Regions from separate parts of the Anas platyrhynchos genome. Here region 2 is linked to region 1. The links are chromatin contacts, called in public Hi-C maps. All regions are on one chromosome and are shown on one strand. Each heading gives the region's core, a stretch centred on a gene start, on an enhancer-like site or on the middle of the called end of the contact. The rest is flanking DNA. Distances are from core to core; before and after follow the strand shown.

Evidence for each region. A called contact is a pair of places that touch in the nucleus more often than the background predicts.
Region 2: a Hi-C map of subcutaneous adipose tissue shows a contact between it and region 1, with 2.4 times the contacts expected there. The contact joins the promoter of KCNC4 here to the enhancer-like site in region 1. A contact is called at or near these places in 2 of 8 Hi-C or Micro-C datasets (liver and subcutaneous adipose tissue).

The regions. Positions count from the first base shown.
Region 1 is chr27:3,181,589-3,188,086 of IASCAAS_PekinDuck_T2T, reverse strand. No RefSeq gene overlaps it. Among named protein-coding and RNA genes, the nearest start is that of RBM15, 3.4 kb to the right of the region's middle. Within about 2 kb of position 1,911, at least 1 of the 8 cell types and tissues checked has an H3K27ac peak or open chromatin away from gene starts, as enhancers often do.
Region 2 is chr27:3,224,204-3,230,459 of IASCAAS_PekinDuck_T2T, reverse strand. KCNC4 (potassium voltage-gated channel subfamily C member 4) reads left to right here and starts at 1,257. Exons shown (of 5, transcript XM_038168451.2): 1 at 1,257-1,563; 2 at 3,510-4,256. The coding sequence starts at 1,396.

The DNA.
Region 1 (6,498 bases), core at 662-3,161:
TGCTGTTCTCTCTCAGCTCTGTCTGCTCATTTTTGGACTGGCTTTTGTCTGCGCTCAGCCAGGCTCCTTGTCGCCCAGACAGGAGAGATGAAAATGAGCTCTCATCCTCTGCGGAGGAGATCAGGGAGAGAGACAGAGGAAAAGTGAGGGAGATTAAGCAGAAATAGCTTCAGGGGTCATTTAAAAATATCCCCATGACTCCCTTAAATATATATTTAGCAAGAATTCATAGTCCATGGCTGAGGGAGCTCCAGGCACCAAATGTACAGAACGGTTTTTGATGAAGACCCACGGGATCCAGTGCAGGTTGGAGGGATGGAGGCTGCTGGGGTGGAAGAGGGGGAGATGTGGGGCAGGGGTGGCAAGGTGGCTCCCAGCCACCTCCCCGTGCCTGTCAACTGCCTCGATGCAGCATGCAGCCACGTGCTGGTCCCTTGGGGCTTCCAAAACAAGGTCATCTTCCTTCAGGGTCCATCAGCAGGCCAAATCCAGGGCACCTGCTGTGTAACCACCCAGTTCATCGCAGTTTTCCTCCCCCAGGAGTAACTGCCTGCCTGAGAGCTGTCCATCTTTGCTCCTTGGGCCACAGCAGCTGGGAATGGCCACAGAGGTACAGGGCTGAGCCTGGCCCTTCTGGAGGGGAACCAATGGAGCTGCTGGTGGACCAGGAGAGGTGGACATGCACGGGATTGAAATGGTCCTGAAATGCCTTCAAGGAGAGAGACAAGCGCTCAGCAGGGTTCCCCCAGGAGGACGATATGAAGCTGCTGCAGGGCTGATGCGTGGCAGGTGACACACTGGGACAGCTGGGAGCAGCACAATGCGCTTTGCTTCAGCTCCCCCACTGGCTCTGAGATCCCAAAGTGTTTTTCAGTCCCCAGTGCTTCAGGAGTAGGAAGGTCCCCTTGTTCCTAGGAGCATCTTGGGCTGAAGGAAGGGTAAAATCCCAGGTCTGCCCCAAGGCTGCGTGATCTGCCAGAGCCCATGAATTATTCACTGCTCCTCCAAGTTGCAGAGGATCCCGTTACGCCGTGCAAAAGGGTCTCCTTGAGCAGCAAAGCCTTACCCACAGCTGCAACTTGGAAACCCAAGGGCTGGAGGGAACTCAGCTCACGCCTTCCTTCCTCAGGGCCAGCACTGCTCCAATAGCAAAGTCAGGCAGGCTTTTGATTTCGGGGCTCTGCCTGAAGGTTGGTGGGTGTCTCCTTACAGCCCTGCTTTATTGATTGTCTCCTGCCTGAGTTCCCACCCTATTCAGATTGTAACAGCTCCCTGATGACAAATGGGGCTGCCAGCCTCTAATTTATTTTAATTGCCATCTTTTCTTCCCACTAACAGTGCAGAGGCACAACAAACCTGTGCTGGAGTGCCTGATCTGGGAGGTGCTGGGGGCATTTTGGTGATTTTGAGGGAACTATCTTGGTTGGAGAATCTTCTTTCCCCACCTGTCCAGCACAGGAAAAGCCCTCTCTGAAAACCCATAGCATGGGAAAACCGAGGCACAGGCAGTGCTTAGGAGGAGGTGGGAACCAGTCCCTGGGTGACAGTGAAGAGAAACCAGCATCAGGTTGCCCATGTGTAGCATGGGCTGGGGAAGGAGGATAAACGGAAACAAAGTCTGCGTTTTGTGGTCAGCATGTGTCCTCGTACTGGAGGGCTCCCTGGCACCTTCTGGCCTCCTCGCCTGCTGCAGGGGTGATGCCTTTCAGCACAACACCGTTTTTGCTTGGGAAGGTGTCAGAGGGAGGAACATTTTGTGAAGATTTGGTGTTTTCAACTGTATGCCTGTAGACAGAGGTGCTGTGAAAGGATAGGCCGTGCTAGAGGAGAGGACATGCTGCTCGGCACGCTGCTCTCCACTCCCACCTGTGGAGCGTGGAGCAGGGAAGATATGACACAGGGCACCCCGGAGCCTGTAGAGATGGGTGACTTTTGTATGTGCGTGGCAGTGTTTGGCACTATGGAGAATGAGGTAAGGATGCTTACGAGGGTGGAGGAGAGGTGTGAGGTGCCTGGATGCGGGCTGGCTCACAGGGCCATCTCTGTGGTCCCCCCATGCAGGTGCTGGGCTCTGCAAGCTGCTGCTCAGCTCATCCCTTCCCAGCTGCTTGTGCAAAGGGTTGAGAGTTACCCTCTGCCACAGGCTGTGTCTGCGCTTTCCACCCTACTGGGACAGCAGGGAAAGGCCACAGGTCCCAGCAGTTCAGAGCAGGGCTGGCTTTCCACAGCATCCCTTTGCACTGCTTCTCCTTCCACAGCAAGCCACTCGTCCTGCAAGCACGTCACACTTGGTGGTGACATTACAGCTCGCAGCAGGGGTGGGGGCCTCCCCTGTCCCTATCCAAGAGGAGTCCTCCCCTGCCCAAATTCCCAAAAGGCGCCTGACAGCCCTGGCTGAAACTGAGCCAGATCTCTGGTGTTTGGGGCATCTTGGGGCCCCGGGGTGATGTGAAGTCCTCCTTGTCTGGAGCTGCCACCTGTTTGCTGTCTGCCCAGCAGAACACAGCTTGTGCAAAGCTGCTGCAGTGCTGGCTCATTGTGTCGCGGCGTGGCAGCATGCTGCCGTGCAGTGACATGGCAATGGCTGGAGCGGAGGACCCAGTGCTTAAAGATGCCAGGAGAGTGATGAGTCTCATCTCTTGGCGTGGGTGCAGGTACATTGAGTTCTTCTGGGATGGGTCCCCAACATCTGGCGCCTCCATTCCATGTGGACATTGGTGTCCAGAGGAGGGGGGTTGTCCCCAGCATGTCCCTGAGGAGGGCAGCTGGGGACAGGGAAGGGCAGGACGCCAAGAGCACAGAGGAGCCCCAGCTGCTCGAGACTTTGTAATGCTGGACGCTGACGGGTGTCCTCTGGGCACTGGGCTTCGGTGCAGGATGTGGCCCTGGCTCCCTGATGCTGCCTGAATCCTCTCTCTACTTTGGGGTTTATTCTTCCCTTTCCATTAATCTCCGATTATTAGGTGGAAAGTGAACAATTACTGTGCTAATGGCTCCATAAATTCCTTCATTACTTATTAAACCCGCGCAGCGGAGGAAAAGCAACGAAACAGGGTGGAGAAGGGCCGGGGAACGGATCCGTCCGGCAATTCCTGGGCTGCCGCTGCCCTCTGCCGGCAGCGGGGCTGGACTGGGGAGCAGTGGGGTGCCCAGGGGAGCTCGAAGATGCTGCTAGGTCTGGGGCATGGAGGGGGACACCTTGCCCGGGGAGCTGCTGCAAAAGCTGTCCTCAGAGGCCGCGAGGTGGTGCCGAGCTGGGCTGAAGCACGGGGAAGAGAGTTTGGCTTTAGCTGGGCAGCTATCGGGTGCTCCTGATTGATTTTGGCGCTGGGAGGAAAATCAGGCAATGAGGGACCAGTCCCTACAGGGACCATTCCCCATCGAGCACACCAGCACAAACCAGGAATAAAGCCCAGGCCAATTCCTCAGGGCTGAGATGTTCGCAGGGACTGGCACCACTTGGCGCAACAGAACTGAGCCAAGAGCTGGGGCAGGTCGAGGACTCTTGAACTCACCCCCATCTCCACGCTGGCTCCCCAGGAGGCTGCAAGCAAACCCCAGGCACCTCTTTTTCTGCTGGAGGAAGGAGCCCTCTCTCTCCTGGCTTTCCTTGAGGTTCTGGGAGCTGCCTCACAGTTCGCTGCCAAACCTCACTATGATCCTGCAGGGTGGACATTCTCCAGCTTTTTTTTTTTTTTTTTGCTGCTGGCGAAGGCAGAGACCATCGTGAGAACTGCAGTGACTGTGTGGGGGAAGCTTTTGCCTCCCTTTTGTGGTGCTGAGGGTCAGGGTGCAAGCCAGCTCGCTTTTGCGCTGGCAGGAGCTCCTGGGATGGCTCTTGTAGCCTCACCTAAGTGAAGCTAATGTATTTTGACATCTCTAATGGCCAGCTGGGATGCAAGTGCATCTCCAGGAAGAAACGCAGCTTGCCTCAATGCAAAACTGCCAACAAGCAGTCACCTCCCCAGCTGAGATGCTTGCACGTCTTCAGCCCACGTCAATCAGGCTGTGGGGCTCAGCATCCTGATGGGAGCCCTCTTTGCCTCTCCTCCATCAGGCTCACTGGCTCCTCTGCTGTCATCTCCATCCAGGCTTTAAGAAGGAGTCGCACGCTTAAGCTCTAGAGAGAGGTTTCTGCAGAAAACAGCAAGTTTCTCCGGTTCTGCAACACCCAAGTATCGTCCAGGATGAGCCCAGCTTGACAGGACCTCGATGCCCAACTCCCACTGACACCAAATGTAATTAGACGTCTCTATCTAGGCCAGGGGCTCAAGGGCCATCTGGCTCCTTAATTATTCATACACGTAAATAAATGCAGACAGAGTGCTTGTTATCTAGCCTGGGCCTGGGGAGCGATTCCTGCTTATGCAGGACCATTTCTTGGGTCTGACAAAGCGTGCTTTTCTCCAGAGCTCATTTTGGGTGCTGCGTTGCCTTTCCCCACTGCCAAAACCCTCTTCCAAATGCACCAGTGCTGCCAAACTGCACGTTAGACGGGTCTGAGTCTGCTGCCGGCTGATGCAGAGGTGGAAAAACTCTGGAGATGTCTCTGCTTGGAAGGAGCAGGCTTGGAGGACAGAAATCAGATGAAATGCTGGTCAGGAGAGCCTGTCCCTTCAGCGATGTGGCCCAGTGCTCCTCCAAGGTGTCTCTTAAACTGTGACTTATCAGCTGTGGAATTTTAATTTGGGTTTCGCTCGCAACCTGAGGCACCACAAGGAAACAGTTAGAACCTCGGCAGATAGAAGTCTCTATCGCTAGTTGTTTAAAGTGATGCATTTCCTCTCAAGCCTGTGGAGCTGTGCCAGGTTTTACCAGATGTAGCCTCAAAGGTGCAGCTCAAATACGTCAATATAAGATTTTCCCCATATTTTTTATTGTGACTGGCCAAGGAGTGCCTCCTCTGCTCTGACAGACGCCATGGGATGCACGGGAGAGGTACTGGCAGGGAGGGTACCTGCATGGAACATGGGTGTGTCTGTTCCAAAACAAGGTGATGCTGCTTTTTATTTCAAACCGTGATAATCTGTTCCCCAAAGCATGCTGTGCCAGGCAAGGTCTCCTCCCTGAGGCAATCCTACCCCAGGCTCCAGAATCCTTTCCAGCAACACCGGCCTTGGAAGCGAGGCATTTCTGTAAAACGGTAACACCCTGACAGAGCAGTGATTTTTCTATCGGATAAAAAGTGGCCGTGTTTTCTCCTTCTCATGTGTCTCCCCAGGAAAGCTGCAGGGATCAGATGAGCAGCGGCTGCGATAAGCCTGTCTGCCAGGCTCCTGGCCCATTCTCTGTGTCTCACTCACCCACTGCTCTCCTGTGCCTGCGGTGCTGCCCCTCCCTCACATACCTTTGTATCACTTCATCTGGCTGCCCACATCCATGTAATTGTATCAGTCTCCCTTACAGTCTGCAATAATCACATCCACATGAGCTGTCTCCGCTGTCACTGCGGGTCTGTCTCCAATTCGCCTGTTAGGTTACCCCAGTGCTGTTACACAGGAGGAACTCGTTTTTTAACGCTCAACACACATCTCAAACACGATTCCTTTCCCTCCCAGCTCTCTATTTAGCTATCAGCCATTTACCCACCATTCAGAACCCACCCGCGGTTTCGGGAGCCTGTGCGCGCCGTCCCTGTCAGGAGGTGAGGGGACAGGGGGGAACGCAGCCTGACGGGCTGCTGTTAAGGCCTGATCCGATTCTGCTGTTAGACTGAGACGTTCCCGGGGGGAGGTCTGATCCCACGGGAGCTGCGGGGACCCCTCAGCGCCAGGGAACATCAGAGAACCACGGATCATCGAGTGCAACCTCTGACCACTGGGGGTAATGCGCGGGGAGGGGGCCCAGGGGCCGGGGCCTTCCTGCCGCCCCCCCGCCCCCTCCCTGCGGGACCCAGGCCCGGCCCCGCCAGGCCCCAGCCCCGCGGCCGCCCGGAGCCGCCCCCGCCCGGCGCCTGCTGAGCTCCCCCTGCCGGGATCCCGCCCCCTCCCCGAGCAAAGGCCAATCAGAGGCGGAGAGCGCCTGACTGACAGCCGCCCAGCCTATCCGCAAGCTCTCCTGCCGCGCCCAATCAGATGCCCGAGGAGGTTTTTCTCGCCCAATGGTAAGCGAAGGGCGGGGCGTGAGGCGCAGCCCGCGCTTCTTCGGGAGCGGCGCCGCGCTCGGCCAATAGGAGCAGCGCGGGCTGGTTTAGCGGAGGCCAATGGGGTGAAGGGGCGGGTAGAGCGCTGCTCGCGAGAACTGGAGAGGGACGACGGGAACCCGCGTCTGGGCGAGTGGACCAATGGGGAGGGGCGGGGCGGGGCCGCTACAACTGGCAGGCAATAAGGCCAATCAGAAGGAAGAGATCCGCTCGCCCAATGGGCGGCGAGCAGAGGCGGTCCCCTCACCGCCCGGCAGCCGCTATTGACAGGTCCCGCGCCCAATCAGAGGGCCGCTCGCTTTCTAACCGTCCAATGAGCGGGCGGGGCGGGGCGGGGCGGGGTGCGGGCACGGCTC
Region 2 (6,256 bases), core at 8-2,507, 43 kb before region 1:
GACAAAGGCGACTGGAGCACCTCTGCTGCTCCCGCTCCAGCCCCAGCCTCCTCCAGCCCCGAAATTGCTTTGGCGGAGCAAAATTGCATCAGCGACGCCACGGATGGAGCCAGATTCGCCGCCGGCCCCAGCCGCCCTCCGCCGCCCGCTTTCCCTGCGCGGCAGCCCCGCCAGGTGGCACTTGTGTCACAGCGGCGCGGGGACCGGGGGGAGGGACTGGGGCTGGAAACGAGCCGTGTCCCCTCCGCGGCAGAGGTGGCGTGGGGACGGGGAGGCAAACTCGGGGTGTGCAACCTGCTCTCCCAAGGGAGCGCAGCCCCGCTGTCCGTGCCCGGCCGGCGAGGAGCAAGTTTAGCTGAAAAATTCACCCCAACAGAGGAGCACGGCAGAGACGTGCCTGGCTCACAGCCTGCAATAGGTTCTCTGCGAAAACCCGCTTCTGAGAGAGCATCTTGAAAGGCTGTGTGGGCTCCCACCCTGGGGTGCAGTGGGTGCCGCCGCCTCCTGCCCAGAAGCTGGCCTGCCCCACCAAAAGCATGAAGGGAAGAGGGCAGAGACCTTGGGGCAAGTAGGCTGCTGTCAACATGTTTTTCTAGTAATAGATCCTAGTCTTGAAGTACGTGGTGTGGTTGGTTTGTCCATCTCTACCCCAAAGCTGGATTGTCTCCCTAAACTCAGATGCAGTTCCCCTGCCTCCTCTGTCCCTCCATGGGCAGAGATGCCACATGTTCCCAGCATCTCCCTGTCCCCTCCTTCAGGTCATGCAGCCCTCCAAGAACTCCACAGGCTGTCATGCCACTCTCTGTGTGCCAAGCTGGGGATGTGCCCCTTTCACTGGGCTGTGGGCCCTATGACAGTGCAGAGACCAGTGGGGAGAACCTGGGAACCCCATACCTCATCCTCGGGACCAAGGGCTCTGGCTTTTCAGGTTGCAGCTGATCTTCCATGAAATCTTCCAGATCCTACTGATCCATCCCTTACCCGGAGGTTGTCTGTCAGCCTTGCAGTGGGGATGAAGGAGGTCCCTGCAGAAGTGACTCCCTCTCTCTCCAAAAAGACCCTTATTCATCAAGCTCTTGCTATTTTTTCTCTCTCTCTTTTTTTTTTTTTTTTTTTTTTTTTCCATGGACATTAAAAATCTGAAGGCATATTTAGAGAGCAGACAGCTTTGGGCGGGTGTTGCTGGCTAAAAGATCCTTTCCTTCCCCAGATACAACCCATTTGTCTGCCTGGCCACCCCCTCCCGCCCCAGGAGCGGCTGTGCTTGGGTGCACGGCGATCTGTTGGGATGAAAGTCGCTGTATAAAATATTAGCATCAGGTCGCAGCATTCCTTCCTCCTGGCCAAACTCACATTACTGATGATGAGGAGCTGAGCTGTGATGCCTGGCCAGTGATGCAAGGCTCGATTTTTCCAGCACGGCTTTCCCTTGGGCTCCGTGCTCCCCTGCTGGTGCAGCCCCCGGTGGTTTGGGTGTGGAGCCGTGCCAGCCTCCACCCGCTCAGGATTCGGCCCTGGAAGCTGTCGAGTTGCAGCTACAGTTGGAGCAGGGCTTTCTTGGTGGTAAGATTTTAAGCGCGGCTCTGATGTCTCTGATGTCTCTGATGCCTTTTGGGTGGAGTGTCTGCCCCAGCACCCCTGGCAGGGGGGTGATCATGTCACAGAGGGGACAAACCCACGCAAGGGGTGGGGGTGGGAGGCTCAGGACCCCGTGGGGACCCTCTGCAGAGCCCAGGAAGGTGCAGATTGGTGCGGGAGTGGGGCAGCATTCCCCACTCACTGTCCCCTCACTCTGCACTGAGGACTTCCTTACCCAGGTGCTGACCCATTGCTAAGTTGTGTCCCCCTCCCTCTGCTCCCCGGCCTCCCCCCTCAGTAACAAACCTGTGTTGGGCTCTGATCCCACTTATAACCCCAAATCACACACCTGCAACCCCCTCCGCCCCCCTCCCTGCCAACACCAGCAGTGCCGGTGCTGGAGTAAACAGCGCTGACAGGACCGGGTCCCTGGGGTCTTTGCCTTGGTGACAGGCTTGTCCCTCTGCACGTCCTCCCCAGTCCCAGGAGGAGCTGAGCTTCACCATCCCCCGGGGGTGGAAGAGCCCCCAGCGAGGGGGCTGAGGGGAAGGGCCAGGGGCTGGGGTGGGTGATGCCCTGCGTCCTGCGCTGAGCCCAGTCCCAGCACCCATGGGCACAGCTCCGGGGAAGGGACGAATTTCATGCGGGAGCCGCTGCAGGGCAGAGGGATGCTCGGGGAGGGGGTCGTGGGAGGGAAGGGCCGGGGCTGACTGGTGCTGCCGGGCTCCCCGTCAACCGCCGATCCGCACCTAGGGTCGGTCTCTGCTGACCTCTCGGTGAGCGAGGGATTGTGAGCCAGGGAGGGATGGGATCTGCTCGAGCCTCTGCCAAGAGCTGGCTCCAGATCCGCAGGCAGCTCTGGGCTGCATTTCCCCTCCGGCGCGAAGCGGAGCTGGGGTGTCCGGGGCTCCCTCCGCACTGACACAGAGCCCCCCGAGCCTCGCTGCGCACCGCGCCCCGCGGGGAGGTGAGCCGGAGCTTGGGGGGCTGCCGCGGGGGGTGGAGGGGGGAGTGGAAGGGACGGAGGGATGGACGGACGGACCGACGGACGGCTGGGTGTGATGGTGGGGTGGATGGCTGGGAGGATGGAGGGAGGGATGCGGGGATGGAGGAGCGTGGCGGGGAGGGAGGGAAGGAAAGAGGGCAGCAGCGGGGGGTGCCGGCGGCAGCGGGGGGCCGTGGGGCCGGGCGCTGGGGCGGGGGGGTCCCCGGCCCCCCGGCGGGGCGGCGCCGGCTCCTGTAACCCCGCCGCTCGCTCCCAGCCCTATAAAAGCCCCGGGCGGCGGCGCTTCCCCGCCGAGCCCCGGAGCAGCCCTCGCCGCCTCCCCGGCTGAGCCGAGCCGGGCGGCAGCCTCCGGGGCGCAACAGGCCCCCCCGGGCCGGCCACGCGGGAGCAGCACCCCCCCCCCCCTCCCCGCCGCCGCAGCCCCCTCTGAAGGGCAGGGCCCCGCTTGGAGGTGTGTGGGGGGGGAGCATCCATTCTCCCCCCGCCGCCTCCACCGGGAATCGGGGAGGGGCCCCTGCCCCTCAGCCCGGGGGGGGGCGGAGGGAGCGCGGAGCCGCCGGAGCGGGAGGGGCGGGCGGCGGGGCCCCCCCGCGGCTGGCGCTGCAGGTACCGGGGGCTGCCCCCCCTCCGCCGGCCTTGGCGGTATCCTCCTTCCCGGCCTGGCCCCCCCGGCACTGCCCGCAGCTCCCCCCCCGCGCCCCTCCCTCCTCCACTTGTTGCTGCCCGGCGGGGCTGGGCTGCCTGCGGGCGGAGGGCGGTTTTATTCTGGGAGGGTGGTTTTGGAGGGGGTGGAGGTTGCAGCCTCCGCTGCCGGCCTCCGGCAGCCAGCGGTATCCGGCTCGGCTCCAGCCCGCTCCCCCTCGCCCGGCACCGGGGCTGGCGGAGGCCGGAGCGAAGGCTGAGCCCCCCCTTTTCCCCTCCCCAGTCCCATCTCTGCTCCCCTCGCCCGCCTCCGCCGACCCCCAGCTCCTCGCCCCGAGGAAGAGTGCGCGAAGCGTGCGCCTCCCATCCACCGAAATCTATGATCAGCTCGGTGTGTGTCTCCTCCTACCGTGGACGCAAGTCGGGGAACAAACCACCTTCCAAAACATGCCTGAAGGAAGAGATGGGCAAAGGGGAAGACTCGGACAAGATCACCATCAATGTAGGGGGCACCCGGCATGAGACCTACAAAAGCACCCTGCGGACTTTGCCGGGCACCCGTCTGGCCTGGCTCGCTGACCCTGATGCCCAGAGCAACTTTGACTTTGATGGTAAAAGCAATGAATTCTTCTTTGACCGCCACCCTGGGATCTTCTCCTACGTGCTCAACTACTACCGCACTGGCAAGCTGCACTGCCCGGCTGACATCTGCGGGCCTCTCTTCGAGGAGGAGCTGACCTACTGGGGCATTGACGAGACCGACGTGGAGCCCTGCTGCTGGATGACCTACCGCCAACACCGCGATGCTGAAGAGGCCCTGGACATCTTCGAGAGTCCTGAGCCCGGTGGAGGGGCTGGTGGAGAGGAGCCTGAAGAGGAAGGGGGTAGGGAGATGGCCCTTCAACGCCTGGGCATGGAGGACAGGCTGCCAGGGGCGGCAGGGGCTGCCGGAGGGGGTGGCTGCTGTCGGAATTGGCAGCCCAGGATGTGGGCACTCTTTGAGGATCCCTATTCATCCAAGGCAGCAAGGGTAAGCTCCCGAAAAGTTCTGGCGGATGGGGATGGGGCCGTGCTGGTGATACCTTCATCTCCCCATCTCCGTGGGTGAGATGGACTCTCCACTGGGTGTCCCCTTACTGACATGGGGCATGTTGGCCGTCTCCCATCTTATGGGAAGCCTCTTCTGTCATATCCCTGTCCCCTCCCAACTCACTGCACATGGGCTGAGACTGGTGGCCACTTTCACACCCTTGGGTGCTGCCAGGCATCTCCTGGCCTGTCATGGAGGTGAGGGATTGTCTGTGAGAACCTTTGGCAGGGCTGAGCCCTGGTGGAGTTTTAGGATGATCTAGGACAGGCAGGACTGTCTAGTTTCCTCTTCCTTGTATGTGTGCGCACACCAAAAACAGTGTTTAATCACACAGGACAGGGCCTATGCCCTGGCACGTGTGTCAGCAGGTAGGGAAATACTAAAATTGGGTCCCATTGAAGCAAATGGGATCCTCACATTTGTCCCCAAGGAGCTCGTATCCCTCTTCAGGCCCAAAAGATGCCCTCTCCATCCCTGCCAACACCCTTGTCCCTGCACCCATGTCCACCACCATCACCACGTTGATGCAGCCCACATGCAACATATGGTCCCCATCAGCATATTGAGCACAGGCTCACAGCTGTGGTTCTCACACAGAAACACACATTCACACACCCCTCTCAGAATCACATAATCACAGAATGGTTTGGGTTGGAAGGGACCTTAAAGACAGTCTAGTTCCAGCCCCCCTGCCATGGGCAGGGACACTTCGCCCTAGACCAGGTTGCTCAAAGCCTCATCCAATGTGGCCTTCCAGGGATGGGGCATCCACAGCTTCTCAGGGCAACCTGTTCCAGTGCCTCACCAGCCTCATAGTAAAGGACTTCTTTCTATCCAATCTAAACCTTCCCTCTCTCAGTTTAAAGCTATTACCCCTTGTCCTTTCCTTACACCCCCTGACAAAGAGTCGCTCCCCAGCTTTTCCGTAGCCCTCTTTAAGTAGTGGAAGGCCACTGTAAGGTCTCCCTGGAGCCTTCCCTTCTCCAAGCTGAACAACCCCAACTCTCTCAGTCTGTCTTCATAACAAAAGTGCTCCAGGCTCTGATCATCCTCATTGTTCCAGAGAACAAGTCCTCTGGACTTGTTCTAACAGGTCCACATCCTTCTTATGCTGGGGGCTCCAAAGCTGAAAGCAGGACCCCAGGCGAGGTCTCATGAGAGCAGAGCAGAGAGGACAATCCCCTCCATCACCCTGCTGGCCATGCTGCTTTTGGTGCAGCCCAGGGTACGGTTGGCTTTCTGGGCTGCAAGCGCCCATTGCTGGCTCGTGTTCAGTTTTTCATCCACCAGTACCCCCAGGGCCTTCTCTTCAAGGATGTTCTCTTTCTACTCATGTGTATTTGTGCTGCATTTGTGCTTGGGATTGCCCCGACCCAGGTGCAGGCCCTTGCACTTGGCCTTGTTGAACCTCATGAGGGTTTCCCAGGCCCACCTCTCAGTCCTGTCCAGGTCTCTCTGGATGGCATCCCTTCCCTCCAGTGTGTTGACCACACCATGCAGCTCGGTCTCCTCAGCAAACTTGCCGAGGGTGCACTCAGTCCATGTCGCTGACAAAGATGCCAAACAGGGCCGGTCCCAGTACTGACAGCTGAGGAACACAATTCATCACTGGTCTCCACCTGGACATCAAGCTGTTGACTGCAACTCTTTGAGTGCGACCACCCAGCCAGTTCCTTACCCACTGAATGGTCCTGCCATCAAATCCATATTTCTCAGCTTTAGAGACAATGATACTATGGGGGACAGTGTCAAGTGCCTTGCACAAGTCCAGGTAGGTGATGTCAGCTGCTGTTTTGCTATCCACTGATGCTGCAACCGCGTCATAGAATGCCACCAGATATGTGAGGCACGATCTGCCCTTAGTGAAGCCACGTTGGCCATCACCAGTCACCTCCTTGCTTTCCATGTACCTTTGCAGAGTTTCCAGGAGGATCTTCTCC